2 separate regions of the Pan troglodytes genome follow, and region 2 is linked to region 1. A link is a contact called in public Hi-C data. All regions are on one chromosome and are shown on one strand. The core of a region is the stretch at or near the end of the contact, and the rest is flanking DNA. Distances in the headings are between cores, read along the strand shown. Region 1 has its middle 32 kb from the start of KRT17. Region 2 overlaps LOC104002831 (a long non-coding RNA gene).

Region 1 (6,445 bases), core at 1,635-4,134:
GCCTGCCTCTCTGGCCTCAATTTCCCTTTTCTGTAAAGTGGGGAAAACAATTCAGGCAGCTGCCAGGTCAGATCAGTCAGAAGGTGTGGGAGACCTCGGCACCCAGGCGTGTGCAGAGCAAAAGCCTGCTGGGTGTGTGTGGGGTTCGTGAGGGCGCTCTTCAGCTGAGCTGGGTTCTGCACGGTGGAGCAGGTGAGGGGGTGGGAACCTTGTTGGGGAGAGCACAGGAAAGTCAGGGCCTGAGTTTTGGCCCAACTTGATCCTAACTGGCTGCAAGCCCATCCCTCCTGGGCCTCACTTTACTTTTTTGTAAAGGGGGTCCTGGGTGAGATTGTCCTTCAGCCCACATGAGCTCCAAGGCTGGCTGAATGCCTTGCTTTGTTTGGCCCGCACAGGGTGTTATTTTGGAATTAGTTTCCAAATATGAAGCATCAGGAGGCTTCCCATACAAATCCAGAGTTCTAGCTTCCTGGGTGCAAAGCGAGAAGATCCGGCCTCCTGGGATTCCCTGTTTGCAGGCGGCAAGTGGCACAGTAGCGGGGGAAGGGGCCCTCGGTTCTCCCTGCCCCAGGGCCGACCCTCCTGCTGCCCTGCCTAGGACCCTCAGCTGCTGGCCACCCAGCCCCACACCCAGTCCTCTGGTGGCTGGTGCACCTGTGTGGGCAGGCCTCTTCTGTTTTGCCACCTTGCAGCTTCGGAGGGCAGGTCTGGATCGGACTGGCATTAGCTCATGCGCTTATCCAAAGCACACAAAGCAGAGATCTAGGTCTCAGCATTTCCTGGGGGTGTCCGGAGCCGTGGTCAGGGCCCAGAGACCATGTCTGTGTGTGGGGTGCTGAGTCGCTCCTGCTGGGGTTCAGTCCTTTCCTTCGCCCTTCACTGGCCCCCATTCCATGTCTCAGCCTGGTCGCAAGGCCCTCAGAGACTGGACCCTGCTGTCTCTCTCTCTCTCTCTGTCTTTTTCTGAGTAAGCAGAGGGGTGTTTATTGACCTTGAGACAGGGGAGCTCTCGCCCTGTGTGGGAGGCCTGAGGGGCTCCAGAGCCCTGGGTTTCTTCCTTGCTTGAACAGAGGTGGTCCGGAGTGGTGAGTGGTGTGGCCCTGGCTCCGTGTTGAGTTAATGGCTGGGTAGGATGGAACCCTGGACTCCTGCCCCTGGCCTGTGTTCTTCCTGTGGTTCCAGGTTCAGAACAGCAAATGGCAAGGCCCCTGGCTCTGAGGCTGGGTGGTTTAAGGAGGTGGCGATGTAGGGAATGTGGGTTTGAAGGCCCTGGGCCCAGGTAACAGGATGAGTCCAAGCAGGGATTCCAAGTCTGCCGCAGGGACCCGCCCGGTGCCAGAGTCCCCTGACAGGGAAGCCCCCGCCTCTGCCCCACCACATCCTTCCCCTGAACCTGCGGCTACAAAACCACACTGGAATTCCCGAGGGTCAGTGCCGAAGTGGTCCCAAACTGAGGAGGACACTATGCATGGGGACAGAGGAGGGGGCCATGGGGTAAGGGGGACAGGAAAGGCCATCACAGCAGGGCCCAGAGGGGAACTGACCCAGGCTGAGCAGGAGTCCCAAGGAAGGGCCCAGGTGCTGCCTGCCACCAGGACCCCCGCATTACAGAGGCCTCTCTTGCAACAAGAAAGCTTGGAACTCATAGAGGTGTCCAGAACTTGCACATTCCAAATGATGGTATCATTCTTGGGGCAGGAGGGAAGGGAGGCAGAGCCTGTTCCCCACTCTCACTTTCCCAGATGCCACAGGGACCCAGACTCCCTGTGTCTCTCATATCCCGAGACGCAGACCCTGTCAGGGAAGGGGCATGTGGCAGCGGGGCAGGCATGCCTGTGCCAGGCTGGGGCCACCAAGCACTGGTGGCAGCATAGACCCTGGGGTCTCTCTGTGCACAGCAGGGCCACCAGCAGGGCCAGGGCAAAGGTCTTCATGGTGTGGGAACTGCTCATTCTCGCTCTCTCTGGCTGGGCTGCAAGGCAAGTGGTCCCTTCCCCTGCCCTGCCATCTTTTGGCCTCACCTTCCTCCCTCCCCATGGAAGGCCCACACTCCTGTGTTCCTTGTGGCACTGCCTGGTCACAATCTCAAGTCCCCTTCCTTTCTTCCCTACCTGCACCCCCCACCCCCCAATTCAAGCCTCGGCGTCTCCACCCTCCCCAAGCCATCCCTGCCCCATCAACGAGGGCCAGCTCTATGCCTCTGATGACCTGCCAGCCTCCTGAGCCAGGCTGTGCACTCTCTGACTGCCAGGCCAGCCTCTGTCCTGCTTCCCCTACTTCCTGCTCAGAGCCGGTCATGCTGAGGCTGCGATGGAGACCTGGGAGCAGGAGGCAGCAGGGGATTCCTTGGGCTGTGGCTCTCATCATTGCTGAGAGAGGGAGAAAGGGCCCGGCCATTCCTGACCACAGCCCTGGGCTCCTGCACTCAGCCGGGCACTCACTGCATGCCAGCCTCAGACAGGGCAGTAGGGCCGCCTGGATGTGTACCGAGCCCTTCCAGCCAGGGCTTCAAGGCCGGGTCACAACTCCTGGCTCAGTGCCCAACTCCTCAACCCCTCAGCATCCACCTGCCCAGCTCATGCCAGGGAGGACAAAACAAAGGAGGCCCCTGTGGGACTACACAGGCCAGCTCCTGACACTATACAGGTGGGGAAACTGGGGCCCAGAGAGGGGCGGTGACTTGTCCAAATTCATGGGCCCAGAGCTGGGGTCCTAAGCCTCTCTCCCGGGTGGCCTGAGTTAGGCCGTGGTGCCGTCAGTCCCGGAAGGTTGGGACACCCACGGCAGTACCTGACTTGTTGGGGCCCAGCCTCCAGCCCACAGCCCCGCTTTGAGCAGCAAGGGAGCCTGCCCTGCCCCCAGCGTCTCCTCCTGCCTGACTGAGTTTCCCAGAGCCAGCAGAAAGGCAGGGCCGATGCAGGTCTGAATCCGCCCAGGGATCTGGCAGTCCCAGCTGGCTTGCCCTGCCCTCGAGCCCTGGGAGCGGGAAGTGAGCCTCCCCACCTCAAATCCTCCACCTTCCCTGCCACCCACACCTTCAGCCCGGGGCCCAAACATGGCAGGGAGCCAGGCCCCTCACCTCCCTCCTTGGTAACAGAGGCAAACACCCAACACTGGAGACTGTTTGTCCTGCCAACGCTGCACCCCAACCTGAGCCCACATGCCCTGCCGCAGTTGGGAGAAGCCTGGCTGGGGGAGGGGACGTGGCAGGGGCAGCCAGAACCTGTGGGCTTGGGGACCCTTCCCCTCCACTCAGTTCCCCAGGAGCTTCTGAGTGAGCACAGGGCAGCGGGGCTGTTGTCTCAGCACCTTTGACTGTGAGGCCCCCAACCTCAACCTCTGCTCCACCCCTAAGACTGTGCGCCTGGAAGGTGGAGAAGGGCTGGCTGGGGTGAGAGGGTCTGTGCTTGAACTACAGCAGAGAAAGAGAGCAGAGGGAGAAAGTTCTCTCTGGCCAGCTCAGCTGTGGGAGGGCTCAGGGAGGGAGGCCTGTGGGCCCTTTCTTTGCAGGCAGGGAGGGATGGGAGATTCTACCAGCACCAGACCTGGGGGGCTCTGCCTCCTGATCCCCAGGGTCTGGGTGGGCACCGTGAGGCACTCCAGCGTCGTGTTTGGGGGCTGGCTGGGTGGGCAAGGAGGTGGATGTCAGGGCCTGGGGAGGCTGGGGTAAGGTGGCGCCAGGAGGGGACGGGCAGTTTTTCTGGCCTTCACTGGCCTGTGGTTTCCGCAGCGCAGGGCATGGGACTGTGGGGCGATGGAGCAAGGAGGATGGAGTTTCTGTCCCTGGGAAGCTTCTTGTCTGAGGGGAGACATGCCCCGAGCCTTCAGGGACCGCCTAGTCGGAGGGGGAGACACAGCCCTTGTCCTGGGGAGTTTGGAATAGCCGTATTGGGGCCAGGGACAGAGGATGATGGAGTCACCCTGCTCTGCATGGAGCACGGGACCACCCGGCATCACGGGGCTGGGCAGACGCTTCTGTCTCTTCTGCATGGAGCACGAGATCACCTGGCCTCATGGGGCTAGGCAGACGCTTCTGTTTCTTAGGAAGAGGTCTGTTTGCTTCTCAAATGCTTCCCGGGAACCTCCTCCACCACTGCAGCCCTGCACTGTGGGCAGGAATGTCACTAGCCCCCTTTTATGGATGAGGAAACTGAGGCTCAGCCATCTGGGAAAATGTGCTGTGGGCAGCCCCCCCCGGACAGAGCTGTGCTGGCACCCTCCAGACAGTGCAGGAGGAGGCCAGGTCCCACAGAGTCCCTGCTGTTCCCCCAAGTCCTGAGGCCAGGGGGTGCTGTCTCTACTCTCAGTCCCCTGCCAGGACCTGTCCCCTGGTTCAATCCCAGGCAGGCCAGCGGGGAGGGTGGGGTGGGAGACTTGGTTCTGCTGAGGCTGCAGCTTCCCTGGCCCACCTAGGCTGAGTCAGGGCTGGGCAGGAGCCGAGGGCAGCAGCTTTCCCAGGGCCAGCCCGGGCGGCGTCCGCATTCCTCACTTGCAGGGTGCGTCTGGGCTTGGCTGAGCCAGGTGTGCTGTGCCCCACCCAGGCCCCCGCCTGCAGCTGAGCCAGCTCAGCGCTGGGGCCTTGTAAGGAAGCTTCTGGCAACCACCAGGAACGGGGTGTGGGAACTGCTTGGCTTGCATGTCCTTGCTGGGTGGGGTGCAGGCTGGGGGAGATCAGCCTGCTAGAGCCCAAGCTCCCACAGTGGCCAGGGCAATTGGGGTGCCCACTCCTCACCCCCTCCTCACACTCTGCTCTTGCCTCTGCAGTTGGAGAGCTGGAGGCCGAGGCCCCAGGCAGTCTGTGGTTTGGAGCTTTGGTCTTGGTCATTGCTCAGTAGATGCTGGGGGCAGAATGAAGGATGTTCTGAGAGCTGAGGTGGTGGTGAGGGCCCCGCAGTGGCCAGGAAGCAGCAGAGGGACACGTTCTGTTTGCTGCCTCCAGCCTCTAAGGGATGCCTTTGTCCTAAGCAGCTTGGAGCTCTGTGCCAGATGGGGTCCTGGAGTAGAGGCTGTGAGTGCGGCCTTGTGCCCATGGGGTGCCCATCTCTGGGGACTGCTGCTGACACCTTGCCACTTGGCCCTGTGTCCCCCACACCCCAGCTGGGCTGTCTGCACTGGCACCTGGGTCTGGAAGGGGTCTATATGGGGTTGGCCAAGGTCAGTCCTCACCACTTACTGCAGTGAAATTCTTCCCACAATCCACTTCTTCTCTTTGGGCCTCTGTTTTCTTTCCTGGAAAGTGGGGGTAGGAACTCCCTTTCCCAATGTCCCTGGGCGCTTTTTGTTTTTTACTTAATTAAAATTTTTTTTTGTGATTTTTGAGATAGGGCCTCACTCTGTCGCCCAGGCTGGAGTGCAGTGACGCCATCACAGCTCGTGCAGGCTTGATCTCCTGGGCTCAAGCGATTCTCCCACCCCAGCCTCCTGAGTAGCTGGGATCACAGGTGCACACCACCAAGCCTAGCTGAATGTCCCTGGGTTCTTGGTGGATGGAATGTGACCATGAGACTGAGGATGTGTGTTGGGAGCTGAGATGAGCTGTGCTGGGACCTGCATCTTCTCCACCACAGGACCCCCCAGCTTAGCGCTGTAGCTTCTCCATCACTCTCTGTGAGTCTGGCAGGGCCCCTGGATGGTGATTGGGGAAGGAAACTTCAAGTTTGGGATTTGGGGACCTTGCTCACTGTTTAGCCTCTTCCTGGAGGGCTACTGGTAGAGCCAGCATTTCAATCACACCAACAACCACCCATGGGGGACCTCCTTGCCTCCCTGTTGCCCAGTTCTGAGGCCTCAGCATTTCTGAGCACAGCCCAGGGCTGGTCCCCTCTGTCATGCCTTGCAGCAGGCAGGGCCAAGCTGTTTCCTGGGAAACTGTGATGGGCCCAGGGTGGGCCCAGGGTGGCTTGGTCTGCAGAAATCACTTCCCAAGCCTTGGTGGGAACCAGCAGTTCCTGGCCCTGGGCCCAGGGTGGGCGTGGGAATTCTGTCCTGCAGGGAGGACAGGAAGGGTGACGGCAGGGCTGTGGGAGCAGAGGCTGAGGGATGGGGTGGGACACTGGTCCTGGGCATCTAGCATAGCCTCCACGGTGAGGGCGGCAGGCTGAGCTCCAGGCAGCTGGGTTGGGGGGCAGGGACCAGAGCAGGTGCAGCCCCCTGGCCCCACCTAGCCCCTTGCAGAGCAGTGGTGGGCAAGCCTGGCCGAGGTGTCCCAGGCTGGGGCAGAGACCCCTTGGCTCCTCTTTCTGGGGGCAGCTCCTCACTTCCCCAGCTTTCTTTGGCTGAGCCCTGGGGCTGGCTCTGGGGTGCCCCATTCCAGGGACTCTCTGGGGACCTTGGCTGCTTTCCCTGCTTCTCTGTCCAGGGCCTTGTGGCAAGAGGGTAGAACTTTGTCCTGGCTGGGTGCTGCCTGCAGTGGAAGGAAGTGCCTCAGCTCCTGAAAACCCTGCTC
Region 2 (6,445 bases), core at 2,913-5,412, 110 kb after region 1:
GACGGCTCTGCACCCACATGCTGGGTGTGACACTCATGTGTCCTCCGATGGCTTTGATATTCCTGAGCTTTCTTCCCACCCGGGAATCCCTCAGTCTGTCTTTGCTGCTACCAGCACCCTCAGCCTCAGAGACATGCCATCCTCACCTGAACTCAGGCCAAACTCTCAAACATGATTCCTTTCATCTCTTGCCCTCACCATGACTCAGTCATGTTGGGGTTGTCAGAAGGAGCATTTGTCAAGATGGAGGGAAACCTCAGGGAAGTGAATCAACACCAAACCCATAAGAGTCAAGCTTGAGATCCAAAGGTGGGGTGTGTGTGGGGAGGAAGGTTAGCTTCCCCAAGTTCTCTGCTCATTGGGAGCCCCAAGTGGAGACTCTGCCTGTCATTGACCCCTTCATTCAATGGGTAATCACTGAGGGCCTACTCTGTGCCAGACATGGGGCTAGTAGCTGGGGCTACTACAGTGACCCAGGCAGAGTCTGCCCCCATAGAGTCTTGTCGGAGAGACCAACAGGTAACAGCCACCTCCATACAGTATGCTGCATTCCATTAGGGGGAAGCCCAGGGACTCTGGGCCACACAGCAGAAACAACTAACACAGTCTTGGGAGTCAGGGAACATTCTTTGGAGAAAGTGTTGGGTCAACACACCAGGAAGATGTTGGATTTGATATTTGATATTTGGTGGAGGTGATATTTGGTGGAGGTGATATTCAATGGAGGTGGTGTGCATGTGTGTTTGTGTGTGTTTGTGTGTGTTGGGGGTGGGCAGTTCTGGGTAGGGGGAACTGCATCAGTGAAGGCCTGGAGGTGTGACTGAAAGTGGCCCACTGGAGGAGCTGGAACTTGAACTTCCTGGGGCTACTGTGCAGAGGGTGAGGAGGAGCTGAAGAAGGATGACGAGGTGCTGGTGGGAGTAGGGGGTCAGTCGTGGAGGACTTGCTCATGGTGGGGAGACTGAACTGTACCCCAAGAGCCACAGAGAAGCACATGTCCCTTTTGTTTTCACCTTTTTCTAGCCCTGCAGTGGAGGAGGAGAACCTGTTGGCCAGGAACTGCCAACAGCTTTTGTTCTGGATAAGCCCCTCGTGGAGGAGGACAAGGCAAGAAGATGGGTCTTCATCCTAACCCACGGAAGCAGCGCTGGACTGAGGAGCACCACCTGCCAAACTCCCAGCCCCACTGAGTAACCTCCAGGGCAGGGGCATGTCCCTGCTTACGAGCTCCCACCAGCCCGTCACACCCCTCCACCCACCTCAGAGGCTCCTGCCCCTGACCTGAGTGAGCTCTGTCTGAGTTGGGTCCCTCCTCCCTCCAAGGAGTGTGCTCTATGGACAACAGCCTCTATCCTCATTTGTCCCTTCCTCCTAGCGCCTCCTTCTGCACCTCTGACCCCGCTCCATGCTGTCACCTCCTCTGTATGGCAGCTGGGCCTCATCTGTCCTGGGATGGTGGCAAGCCTGTACAGAAGTCATCTTCCTTATTTCTCACTACCACCAGCTTCCCAGATGGGAAACTGAGGCTCAGAGAAATGACATAACTCAGCTGACAAAGGATCTGAGTGGGTCTGACCCGCAAGCCCTCCCTCTTCACCTCATGCTGTCTAAAACAATTACAGACACCTCCCACGAGCAGGAAAGCTCTGGAAATGTCTTCTTGGAAAGCAAGCAACTACCCATGAACAGTGAGTCTCTGTCCCAGGTATTTCTTGTCTCTGGGCCTCAGTTTCCTCACCAGACTCCTCAGTGTGTGGAACAAATGCAGTGGCAATGAAGGAACGAGGGCACCAGGGAGGGCGGGCTCCACTGACTTTCTGAGTCATGGAAAATGCATGGTCCAAAAAGCTCTTAGCATTTTCTCTGCCCCTGGGTCTCACATCCATCTCAGGCCATGTCAGCCCCCAAGCCCCAGGGGTCCTACTCTTCTCCCTCCTCTCAGGCCAAAATGAGAACAAAGCGAGTTCCTTCCCTCCATTCCCCTCGGCATGACTAACACATGCTGGGGTTTTCCCAAAGGAACTTCTGTCAGCCCTAATGGAAAACTGCAAAATACAAAGGAAACAAAGCAAATTCAGAATCCACAGCAAATAGTCATGTTTGAGGTACAAAAAGTTGGGGCAGGGGATGCTTGCTGAGAGCATTCCCTTCATACTAGTTTTTTTTTTTTTTTTTAAATTTTAGGTGGGGTCTTGCTTTGTCACCCAGGCTAGAGTGCAGTGGTGCGATCTCAGCTCACTGCAGCCTTGACCTCCTGGTTCAAGTGATCCTCCCGTCTCAGCCTCCTGAGTAGCTGGGATTATAGGCACCCGCCACCACACCTGGCTAATTTTTTGTATTTTTAGTAGAGACGAGGTTTCACTATGTTGGCCAGGCTAATCTCGAACTCCTGACCTCAGGTGATCCACCCACCTCAGTCTCCTAAGTAGCTGGGATTACAGGCACATGCCACCACACACGGCTAATTTTTTGTATTTTTAGTAGATATGGGGTTTCACCATGTTGGCCAGGCTGGTCTGGAACATAATAGTTCTTAACTGGAGCCCTATCTTGAGTTCTTTGGGCCCCTGGATTTTCCAGTGTATGTTCCCTGGGGTGTTAATTAATATAAAATAATCCCAAACAAAACTCTTATGATCAAATCCAGTGGAAAACATGGAGATAAACAAACCAAACCTTTTTTTTTTTTTTTTGCAGGACTTCTCAAAGCTTTTGGCCTTGGCCTCCCAAGGTGCTGGGACTACAGGCGTGAGTCACTGCACCTGGCCAAAGCTTTTGTTTGCTTAAAGTGCTTTGTAAGTTTCCAAGAGGAGGCTACAGAACCCAGAAATCACCTATGGATTTGACCACGAGATGCGCTGCTGAATTCATGGTGGGAAATGCTGATGATCTCTGATGGAGGCTGCTGGGTGGCTGCTGCCCTCACCCTGACCTGTCCTCCCCAGCTGGACGGGGGACTTCTAGGAGGGGGAGGGTCCCCACTGAAGATGGACACATGTCCTGTCAGAGTTTCTGAGAAGCTCCAGCCCTTAGGCAGAATGGGACAAGGAGAAACAGAGTTGGGTCTGTACTCGGGACTGCAGAAGCCGAGCATGCGGAGTTGTAGGGACAGTGCCCCTCCTCCATCCCCACCTCCCAGCCCCCCAGTATCTCCTTCTCCCCCTGATCCTTCCCTTGATCAGGCCAGGGCCCTGTCATTGTCCCAACAAATGCCTACTGCCAGTTCATCGCACCTTGTTTTCTCTGATGTCCTCGCAATCACACACCTTGTGCCCCTGAGCTGGGTACATGATCCTTTGCAATGTGTGCTAAGAGAACTGTATTGCTAATAATAAAGACAAAATTTAATGACTCCACTGGCTGAGCTTCTGGTAGGTCCCAGGCACGTTAGACAGACTATTTCATTAATTCTCACCTCGGCAATTTGAGGAAGGTCTTGCTGTCTCAGTATCCTGAGTCTTAGACAGGTTCAATGACTTGCACAAGGTCACATAGCTTTTAAATGACAGGGCCTGGCTGACTTGGCTCTGAAGTGAGTTCTCTTTGCAACAACCTACCCAGCTGAGCCCCTCCTTTGTTTAGAGAAGGCTTCTCCTCTGAGCTGGGAAGATCCAACTTTGACCCTCAATTCTCAGATGACAGTGGTTCAGTCAGGCAGGAACTAGCTGTACTGACTTGTAAACAAGTCACTTCTGCAAGGAGAGGCAGAGGCCAGTGCTTGCGCAAGCGTGACTGATAAAGGAATGGGGCGAGGGCTGAGGACTCTCTGGCTCTACCGATTTATGATTCTGAAAGTCATCAATCTTAAAGAGAGATCTGCATTCCCCAAGCTTTCTTCTCCCCGAGGGGCCTCTCCTATCTCTCGCCAATATTGTGGCTCCCCTCAGCCGCAGGGGCAATCTTTCTGGTTTTCTCTTAGGTCCAAACACGAACAAAATAGAATCCTCTTTGCCCTTCTCTTGGTTCTCTTCTCTTCCTTTTCCTTCTTGGTTACACTTTGGAATTTTCAGAGGAAAAGTTTGCCAAGTCCAAGGAAGACTTTATGGAAATGAACAAGAGCCTATAAAACCCCATGAACTATCCATGAAGGATATAGCACGGTGTGAACGGTTTCCTTCACAGCTGTGGCTGCAGCGGCCCCTTGTGGCCATGTTACACGCCAGGAAATTGAGTGTCAGAGAAACCACAGTTTTAGCGCTGGGAGGGGAGCTCTCTTTCCTTAGAGAGGTGGCCTCCTCCACTCTTTTGTGGCCCAGAGAGGGGAAGACACATGCCCAGGGCCACAAAGGTAGAATGCAGGCATTTGGACTTCCAGCCCTCCTGGGGCTCTTTCTCTTGTATTGCTCTCAGCTCAACGTCCCTTTGTTGCTGTAGGGAGGCCAGGGAGCAGCCTGGAGTGTGGGGTCTGCCTTTGCCCATACAGGCTCCCTCTGACCGTTCCTCTCACACAGCACTGAGCAGGGTCAGGGGTGCAGAGGGAGGCGGTAGGAGGGAGCCCGCCTGCAGGCAGGTTGGCGAGTCCCCTCGCGGCCCCCAGGAGGCGCTGTGAAGCCGAGTTGGCGAGGCCCTGGGCTCCTCCCGCACCGGTGGCGGAGGGAGATGTTCAGTCTGAGGACAAAGGAAGCTGCACCCCGCCTAGGGACAAAGGAAGCTGCACCCCGCCTGGGGAGCTTGCAAAGACGGGGCCTTGTGGCCGGCAGCCTGCCCTGTCCGGAGCCAAGGTTGGCTCCAAAGCGGACATCGCCGCCTCTCTCCGGGCTCCGGTGGCGGGCTGCTGAGGCACCCCACAACCACCTCCCCCAGACTTCACTTTGCAGACGCTGCTTCTTCTCTCTGAGCCTCTGAATGCCCGGTGAGGTGGGCAGGGCAGGATCCCTGTTCCTGTTATGGACTGGAAAACAGTTTCACAGAGGCCGAGGGCTTGCCGGAAGTCAGCCAGCTGATGAAAGGCGGAGCCTGGCCTCAGGGCTTTGGACCGCCAAGCCAGTGCCCAAGCCCTTTCCTACACAACTCATGGCTTCCCGGAGTTTGGCTCAGGGTAGAGGGGGAGATGCTGTAGAGGAAGGCAGGAGCCTTTGGAGTCAGCTCCACTACCACCTGCCATGTCATGTAACCTCCCCGAGCCTCAGTTTCCTCATCTGTAAAATGGGCAGTAACCCTTGGAAGGTTGTTGTAAGGAGTGGACATCATGGATGTCAAGAGACAGCAGAGTTGCCTGATCCAGTGTGTCAATGTGGGGGCCATGGGGCCCTGTCCACGTGTCAGTACAGCCACCTCCTCGGAGATCCAAGCTGGGAATGTCAGAGCCTGGCTCTTCCTCGTTGAGGTGCAGTGAGCTGCCTTAGTCTGTGGTGCAGGGCGTGGGGGTGGACATGCTCTTGCTGCTGTGAGCCAGTGCAGAGATGGAGCCAAGAGAGGCCAAGTTTGGTGGGGTCACGGACGGGGCACGTAGGAGGACGGTGGGATGAGTCACTCACCAGCTCAGATTGTGGTGTGAAGGGGAAGGAGTGTGGAGGCTGGGCCGGGCCTGGCAGCACCAGGCACAGACCTACCAGGAAGGGAGGCAGCCCTCTGGGACCAAGGCATGGCACCCTGCCAGTCCCACTCACCCAGCCTCTGCGCTGCCCGGAGCTCCCTAGGGGTGAGGGTGGGCAGAAGGGGAAATGTGTCCTGGGAACTGACAGCATGTGGGTCTGTGTGGGGAGAGATGGGGTGAGGGTCTGGCTGCTTTTTTGTCCTGCTCACAGCCCCTCCTGGTCAGTGCCAACGCCCTTCTTCCTGCCTGTGTGCTGGGGATGGGGAGTGCCCCTCCCAGCCAGCCACCATCTAAGACAGGCATGTTGCACCTGGCTGTCCACGTAGATGATCAGCCACATCTGCATCCACCAGGGGCCCCACAGAATATGACGGACTCTCAGGGTTGACCGAGTGTAGAAAGGGAACTATTTCTGGAGGTGTGGACAGGAGCAGCAGGGATCAGACAGCCCAGTGCAGAGCAGTGGGAAGCTGAGGGATGGGAAAAGGGAGTTTAAGGGGGTGTGGCCAGGGGAGGGCTGCCCTGCAGGAGCCTTAGAGCGAGCAGCTGCAGCCAGAACCATGGCTGGGCAAGGAGAGGTGGGGGGATAGATACACAGGCCCCTTTGTTCCTGTCCTCCATCTTCCGCTGCTGCCTACTGATGGATGGCTGATTCCAATGGGGCAGTTGGAGGGAAGGGAGCCAGTGACGCAGGGATCATCCTTCCAGGTACAGAGCAGGGCAGAGGAAGGTGGAGAGTAGATCTAAGGATCCAGGGAGAATTATCAGCCCAACCAGTGGTTGGGCAAGGGGGCACAAATATGAGCCAGACCCCAGCCTCGAGGAGCTCACTAGCTGGTAGAGGGGATAAGAGCCAATAAATTCTCACCCATATAGGGAGAGGACAGTGTCTGGGAGAGGGTCAGGTAA

Evidence for each region. Hi-C and Micro-C count contacts between places; a contact is called where the count stands out from the background.
Region 2: a contact with region 1 is called in a Hi-C map of induced pluripotent stem cells, with 2.1 times the contacts expected there. The contact joins two enhancer-like sites. A contact is called at or near these places in 3 of 7 Hi-C or Micro-C datasets (induced pluripotent stem cells and stem cell-derived neural progenitor cells) and 1 of 1 other capture datasets (stem cell-derived neural stem cells).

Annotation. Positions count from the first base shown.
Region 1 is chr19:26,485,042-26,491,486 of NHGRI_mPanTro3-v2.0_pri, forward strand. No RefSeq gene overlaps it. Among named protein-coding and RNA genes, the nearest start is that of KRT17, 32 kb to the right of the region's middle. Within about 2 kb of position 2,885, at least 3 of the 24 cell types and tissues checked have an H3K27ac peak or open chromatin away from gene starts, as enhancers often do. A contact at or near this core is called in induced pluripotent stem cells and stem cell-derived neural stem cells, where this site is marked.
Region 2 is chr19:26,591,244-26,597,688 of NHGRI_mPanTro3-v2.0_pri, forward strand. It overlaps LOC104002831 (a long non-coding RNA gene), which reads left to right. Exons shown (of 3, transcript XR_675249.2): 2 at 1,024-1,688; 3 at 2,698-3,957. Among named protein-coding and RNA genes, the nearest start is that of KRT9, 22 kb to the left of the region's middle. Within about 2 kb of position 4,163, at least 13 of the 24 cell types and tissues checked have an H3K27ac peak or open chromatin away from gene starts, as enhancers often do. A contact at or near this core is called in induced pluripotent stem cells and stem cell-derived neural stem cells, where this site is marked.